Regions from separate parts of the Hordeum vulgare genome. Here region 1 is linked to region 2. A link is a contact called in public Hi-C data. All regions are on one chromosome and are shown on one strand. Each heading gives the region's core, a stretch centred on a gene start, on an enhancer-like site or on the middle of the called end of the contact. The rest is flanking DNA. Distances are from core to core; before and after follow the strand shown. Region 1 overlaps LOC123428364 (sacsin). Region 2 holds the start of LOC123431200 (chaperone protein dnaJ C76, chloroplastic-like).

Region 1 (3,566 bases), core at 374-2,873, 58 kb before region 2:
TCTCCAGTCAGGTTTACTCGTTTAAGAGTGTTTCAACAGCTGACCTTTCCTCGGCACCTTCCCAACTGGATAGTGGTAGAGTGGCAGAAGTTGGACAACCAGGCCACTCGTCCGTTAGCGCTAGAACTGAAGGCGCAGATGATACGGTTAGTTTTCATATTTTTTTGGGGGTGCGGTCTCTACTCTTTGCATGCTGGATTGTTGCCATAAAATAGTTTTACTATTTTACAGGCTGCTGGGCTTGAATACGGCAAAGTATCTTCCACGGAGCTGGTACAAGCAGTCCATGATATGCTTTCGGCAGCAGGGGTAAGGATGGATGCTGAGAAAGAAACACTGCTACAGACTACCCTTTCCTTGCAAGACCAGCTTAAAGAATCTCAAGTGGCTCTCTTGGTGGAGCAGGTTTGTTCACTTCCGTGTCTCTTATGTTGTCTTGAATCCATTTCCTATTGGTAGCATCTCTCAGTCACTTCTCCACTTAGACCAGGCTCTGTGCTCGTATAGCGGTATCTTATGAGATTTTCACCAGGATCTGTACTTCCGTAGATGTTTCCATACGGTTTTCGAGGGGAAACCACACAATATAATGTCCTAGGGGAAACCACTTCGTAGTTGTTGCACAGCATAGCATACTGTAAGCTACCTGGTTAGCATTGTAGGATCACCACTCTTGTGAATTCTAACTGAAAGCGCTTCTGTAAACATGCCTGCCTATATGATGACACTGAAAGTTGTTTGCGCTATTGTATTGTAGGAGAAAGCCGAGTCAGCGGTGAAAGAAGCCGACATAGCCAAGGCGGCATGGTCATGCCGCGTCTGCCTGAACTCCGAGGTGAACATGACCATCGTACCGTGCGGCCACGTCCTGTGCAACAGGTGCTCGAGCTCGGTGTCGCGATGCCCATTTTGCCGGACCCAAGTGTCCAAAATGATGAAGATATTCAGGCCATGAAGACACCGAGGGAGGGGCACCGGCCCGACATTCTTCAGATCCCGCATTCTTTGCTCAACGAGCGTGTGTAAATATAAACCCCACTAGCAGTCCAGTCCATGTACAGCACAGGCAGAGGCACAGCGCATTCTAGTTTAGTTTTAGACTTGGTGCGACACGACACGATACGATACGATGTAATAGTCTTCAGTATTTGAGTAGAAACTTACCAATTTCTGGAGCTGACCGAAAGGTCGTAGTGGGAATATAGCTGCGAGGTGCCTAAACATTTTCAGGTTTCTTTCAGACTCGTTCGTTAGTTGTCTTGCTGCTGACAGCGTTTGATCCGAACTTCCAACCAACTCATGGAAACTTCGTTTTCTTGCTGACGAAATCACGGAGCTGTCAGCTCAAAATAATAATAATAATAATAATCACGGAGCTGTCACCCCCTAGTTTGGCTACAGAAAAGTCCTACTATACGAGTAGTACCATATTTCTGGAGCCTAGCCACGCTGGTCCAAAATATCAGTGCCCAGCCGCCTTACGTGGGCGCGCGGGTAAAATGGCAAAGCAAAAAAAAAGCTCTAAAGCAGCAGCGAGAAAAAAAAATCTCGCTCACGCCACACGACGTGTAATGATCGAGTCGCGAAGCTTCTCCCACCAGTCGGGACTCGGGAGGCAGAGGTAGAGTAGCAAAGCCATGCCCGCGCTTCTCCTCAACGCCCCAGCCCGTCCCCTCCGGCAGCGGGGTGGAGCAAAAGAACATGTTGCGGTAACTATTAGAGCAACTTCAACCGCACGATTCAACGGACGCGTATTTTGTTCATATTTTATTCATTTAGATCGGTCCGGCGAACATCCGTGCCTGCTTTTTGAAATGGGTTGGCGTTTGCGCCCAACGCCGCAGCGGCGTGAAAAAATAACATCATAACTATTTTACATAATAATCTTAGATTGCTACTGGAAAGATACACCAGAAAATAAATACTAATGGTTCATCTATGTTCTTTTTTGACATGAAAGATTCATCCATGTTGGAAGTGCATCTATAACGTCATTTGATTTTTCTTGGTTAAACATTATGGAAATGGTTGACCACATTTCAAAAAGGAAGAAGACGTCAATTTTCGATTTTTCTGAAGGCTCTAATGTTTTCTGGTTTTATTTTAAGTCATAGGACAACCACAAGAGGGTCGTGTTGAGGAGATTGTGTAAGTTTGAAGATCAAGCAAATATCTTTTACACTTGCCATCTTCCAATGCCTGCACATCATGAGTTAAAACCCATCCATTTCCTGTTGTTAATGTGATCCCCAGGTCCCGAGGCTTATGGTATGGGTCTCCGCGGTCCAAGGAATACTCTCTCGATACCCTGGATCCTCGGGACGTCGGACGCACGGGCCTCGGGGTCCTCTTTGCCCTGGGCCTATCTCTTTGGAAAAGTCGAGTCCGTGTGTCCTTCAGATCCTCAGAATCTCTGACCCCCCCGGGTCCTCAGAGTAAAGAGTTTCCTCTCTGGATAGGCCGGATCACATGGCCCCTGACCCCAGTCTTTGGTCTGGGGCCTTTAGCCCGAACCTCTGAGGTGTGCTGGTGGGAAACAACTAGAACAAATCTAGGGGTATTTATACCCACCCTTCTTATTTCTCCAACAATAATCTTCTTGTTGAGCTTTCTCCACCATTGCCAAACACTAAAAGCTTGATTCCTCTTGATTTCATCACTCAAACTTCAACAAACTTTGAGGATTGATAGAGAATCACCCAATCTATAGTTCCACCAAACCAATTTGTGATGCCCATAGTTGTTCATCACCAAACTTGTTACTCTTGGATACTTGGGACTCCTATATATGCTGAAGGACTCATGCCAGGAGCTTCCTTGTGTGTGATGTGCTCCAAAAAGTTTGTAAAGATATGGTGGTCGCCTTCAGGACTAACCATAAGTCATTTGAGGCTCATCTTTGCGGGACTCAAAGGAATAAAATGGCGAGCCACTTGGTGGCGCTCGGGACTTTGGCCTTTGCATCTCTCCATTGGATATTAGCACTCTCCCAAGAGTGTGAACTTTGGGATACATCCTCGTCTCCAACTTGTATGGTTAATCCATTTACGTACCTTTACTTGTTGCACTTCCTAGCTAGATTACCTAGATTATTAGCTTGCTTGCCATATATGTTGTTCTCACCGTAAATTGCATATCTAGAGAACTTACTTTATCCACACTATCCGTAAATTGGAAGTTAAGCTAAAAGTTTGTTGTCTCCTATTTACCCCTCTAGTCAACCTCTCCGATCCTTTCACATGTTCTTATCTATGGTGCCATTAAGGAGGGCGAGTTACGGAGATCAAAATTCATATTTTTATCATTGCCAAGGTCATCATTTCACCATAGAATCGTCATACACATCCCCTAATTAACGACATCCGTGACAATATTGATTGCAACCACATTGTTACAACAACTCTGACACAAGTGTATCAACCATCTATGATGGGTCTAATTACTATGAATTTCTTGATTCTCAGTATGTTGCACAGAACAAAATATAAATAAACTTGATAAAAATAATGAAACGTAGCTGGTTTGGTTAACATGTTATTATTGGGTCTTATAGATCACCATTTTCG
Region 2 (3,794 bases), core at 1,164-3,663:
TAGGAACATATACTTGATATGAAGAAAGCAGTAGCAACAAACTAAGTGATATGATCAAATGCTATGCTTACGGTTGGGTCGTGTTCATCACATAATTCTCCTAATGATGTGATCACGTTATCAAATGACAACTCATGTCTATGGTTAGGAAACCTTAACCATCTTTGTTCAACGAGCTAGTCTAGTAGATGCTCACTAGGGACACGATGTTGTTCATATATCAACACATGTATTTAATTTTCCGGTAAATACAACTCTACCATGGATAATGAAAGATTATCATGAACAAGGAAATATGATAATAACCACTTTATTATTGCCTCTAGGGCATATTTATAACACAATGTAGAATGCTGCCAAATGTGGTCACAACTTGCACTGATGAGGGGTTGTTGCCCAAGAGCAAGTGCCACTCATTAGTGACACTTGCTCTTCGGCAAGTCCCACTGATCAGTGTCTGATCCCAATGCCCTATTACTAATCCGTGCCATCTTACCTGATGAGATGATGAAGACAGAATGGGACACAACCAAAGGAGCCCATGCGTGGTTGGCTCCAAGACTGTCGTGGACTTCATCCCCACGAACTGCTGGATCAAGAGGGTAAACCTGCCTTGTAGGGACACCTTCACTAGCCTGCCTCGTTCTAGGGGACGAACTCCTAGGACCGGGCACGAGGAGGAGTCCCGAGAGCCATTTCGCTTTTTCGTGCAGATCAAGGACGAGGAGGATCTAGCCATGCTCGTCATCACTCCCAAGTTCGAGGAGGTGATGAGGGAGCGGTTGTCGGTGAAGCTCCCACACGTCGTCAAACTCTCGGTGAACAAGTGGTGTGAGTTCTGGATGCAGTTCTAGAAGTTCGAAGGCCAGATGGTGCTTGGTCGGGGCTGGCAATACTTCTACCACCGCCACAGAGTCGTCCCCAGCGACCTTGCCATGTCGCGCATCTCCGACCTAGGTATCAAGGTCCACATCTACAACCACGATAGCTCCACGGGGTGTAGGGTGCGCTGCAGCAGGCACAACTGCATCGGGGACCCTGCTTTCGTGCTGTGAACTTAGTTAGTATGAATTTCTAGTCAGTTTGCGGTGATGGGGAGAACTTGTTGTGAAACTGTTAATGTTTTGTCTAGGGTTCGACACCCTATGGTGAAGGAGGGACATGGATGCCCCTGCTGTTTTAAAACTTATGCCTGTTAGCAGTATGGATGTTTTGTTGTTGTTTTCATGCTTGTTTATCTGCTGTTAACTGCAGTTTACCTGCTTATTTATGTGTTGTTTGCTGCTTAGTTAAGTGCTCTGTCTGCTGCTTACTTTTAGTTCTCCTTATTTTTATTTTAGAACTGCAATAATTTATTCGGCTTGGTTGCTTCTTCTCTTCCGCCTAAAGTTTGCTTGATTTCCCTTCAATTGTATTATATGGTTTCACCTTTGATTGTCACATATCCATGCTTGTTAATTGTTGGAGAGAAGAAAACAACCCCTAAACAGATATGCTTAAACAAAGAGTGGAGTTAATACCATTTAAAGCAAGCGTATACCACCCAAATGGTGGTTTCATGGTAATTTTTAATGGAAATCTGATTAGTTTCTCATAGAATAGGTTTCCGACTCTTTTGTCTCAACTTTATCCTAGTTTGTCGAAGGAGCAACCCCTCTTTTCACTTTGAATTGGTCTAAATACGCAGAATTTTTAACCTTTTATAGAGGACTAGATCCAATAACCGGTGTTCACTAAATAGGATGAACCGAACACAAAACAGCTATGATTTGCACTTGCTCGCCTTTTAAAAACAAACACGGACAACCAAACAACCAGTCCTAAAGTGGCCACTAATGTAGTGCGGACAACTAAACAAGATATACATATTGGTTTGTTGCTTGTATTTACTCAACCAGACTCACACATATGGGGCAACTAAACGCGCCCTATGCAAATGTTGCTTCTCATATGAGTTGATTTTACCATCTCCTAGTGTTTTCTCTTTTGACCTCATAGGTTGGTACGTTTCTTCTTTCTTTCATTTCAAATGAGAAGCAACATTTATTCTCATATGACTACGGAGATCATAATTGATACCCATCTAGTGAGCTTTATCTTCGGAAAAATACTACTACTTCCTCTGATCCCTAAGGCCTTGTTCGATTAATCCACTGCAAAAGTGGATTAGGATGGATTGAAGAGGAATGAGATGAAATTTATATTAGATAGGATTTAATCCTCGTTAATCCATGTCAATCCCTCTCATTTTTTATGGAACCGAACAAAGCCTAACAAGTGTCGCCGACTAGATCATCACGCCTCTCGGTTTTATTTCCGTGTTGCTACAGTACAGTCGTCTTTCCTTATTTCTGGCGCGTAGCCACGCTCGGTTCGCTCGTCCAAAATATCAGAGCCCAGCCGCCGTACGTACGTGGGCACACAGGTAAAAATGCAAAGCAAAAAGCTCCAAAGCAGCACCCAGAAAAAATCTCGCTCACAAGACGCGACGTGTAGTGATCGAGTCGCCGAAGCTTCTCCCACCATTCGGGAGGCAGAGGCAGAGGCAGCAAGCAAATCCAATCAAGCAAAGCAGGGCAGCCATGCCGGCGCTTCTCCTCAACGCCGCCGTCCCCCTCGTCAACCCGCGGCCGTCCTCCAGCTCCAGGCCCTCCCGCCACCGCCTCAGATGCCAAGCCGCCTCCTCGTCGTCGTCGAGCTCTAGCGGCCGCGCGGGGGCGTCGTGGGCGACGGACTACGACCTGTACGAGCTGCTGGGGGTGGAGCCCACGTCGCCGCAGGCCGACATCAAGGCCGCCTACCGGGCGCTGCAGAAGCGCTGCCACCCGGACGTCGCCGCCGGCAACGGCGACGCCTCGGCCGGGCCCTCATCCCACGACATGGCGGTGGTGCTCAACGAGGTGTACGCGCTGCTCTCCGACCCGGCGCAGCGCCGGGCCTACGACCGGGAGCACGCGCGCCGGTCCGAGTTCCAGGGATACACGGGCCGCCCGCTCTACTCGTCGTGGCGCGGCGGGGACGCCGAGACGCGCGCCGTGTTCGTCGACGAGGTCGCCTGCGTCGGCTGCCTCAAGTGCGCGCTCCACGCCGGCCGCACCTTCGCCATCGAGTCCGTCCACGGCCGCGCCCGCGTCGTCGCCCAGTGGGCCGACCCCGAGGACCGCATCGCCGACGCCGTCCAGACCTGCCCCGTCGACTGCATCTCCTACGTCGAGCGCTCGGACCTGGCGGCGCTCGAGTTCCTCATGTCCAAGCTGCCGCGCCGCAGGGTCCGCGTCTCTGAGGCCAACGCCGCCGGCTCGCCCGACATCTTCGCCGAGGTCGCCAAGTTCAAGGCCAGGTTCGAGAAGATGGAGAACAAGTCCGCCACCAGGCAATCCGAGGTACTGATTTCATCCAACCCAGCCGCCTCGTGCTCTGCTCTGCTATGCACATACTCTGCTCATTTGATCACATCAATGGTGAATTGTGAACGCAGGAGTCGGAGGCGACGTGGCAGTCGAGAAGCTCGGCGGTCCAGACAATCATGTCCATGTCGAACTGGTGGTACTGGCGGCCATTCAGAGCCCCGGCCGGCGCCGCCGCAGCCGCGGTCCCTGCCCCTCTCCGCCTGCTGCCACCGCCATCGTCACCGCCGCCTTCTTCAGGCGCGGCCGACCCCGTGACGGAGAGGCTCAAGGAGGCAGCCGCGCGACGCAAGGAGGAGGGCGCAACGGCGTCGGCGGTGTACGCCCGCCAGCGCGACGAGTACTGGACGCCGCAGCGGAACCTGCCGTCCACGGCAGCGTTTCCTT

Evidence for each region. Hi-C and Micro-C count contacts between places; a contact is called where the count stands out from the background.
Region 1: a Hi-C map of leaf shows a contact between it and region 2, with 4 times the contacts expected there. The contact joins the enhancer-like site here to the promoter of LOC123431200 in region 2. A contact is called at or near these places in 2 of 6 Hi-C or Micro-C datasets (leaf and seedling).

Annotation. Positions count from the first base shown.
Region 1 is chr2H:648,053,493-648,057,058 of MorexV3_pseudomolecules_assembly, reverse strand. LOC123428364 (sacsin) reads left to right here. Exons shown (of 14, transcript XM_045112564.1): 11 at 1-146; 12 at 232-405; 13 at 758-835; 14 at 880-1,171. The coding sequence ends at 1,026. Among protein-coding and RNA genes, the nearest start is that of LOC123428364, 20 kb to the left of the region's middle. Within about 2 kb of position 1,623, at least 2 of the 3 cell types and tissues checked have open chromatin away from gene starts, as enhancers often do. A contact at or near this core is called in leaf, where this site is marked.
Region 2 is chr2H:647,996,447-648,000,240 of MorexV3_pseudomolecules_assembly, reverse strand. It overlaps LOC123431200 (chaperone protein dnaJ C76, chloroplastic-like), which reads left to right and starts at 2,413. Exons shown (of 2, transcript XM_045115030.1): 1 at 2,413-3,383; 2 at 3,479-3,794. The coding sequence starts at 2,583.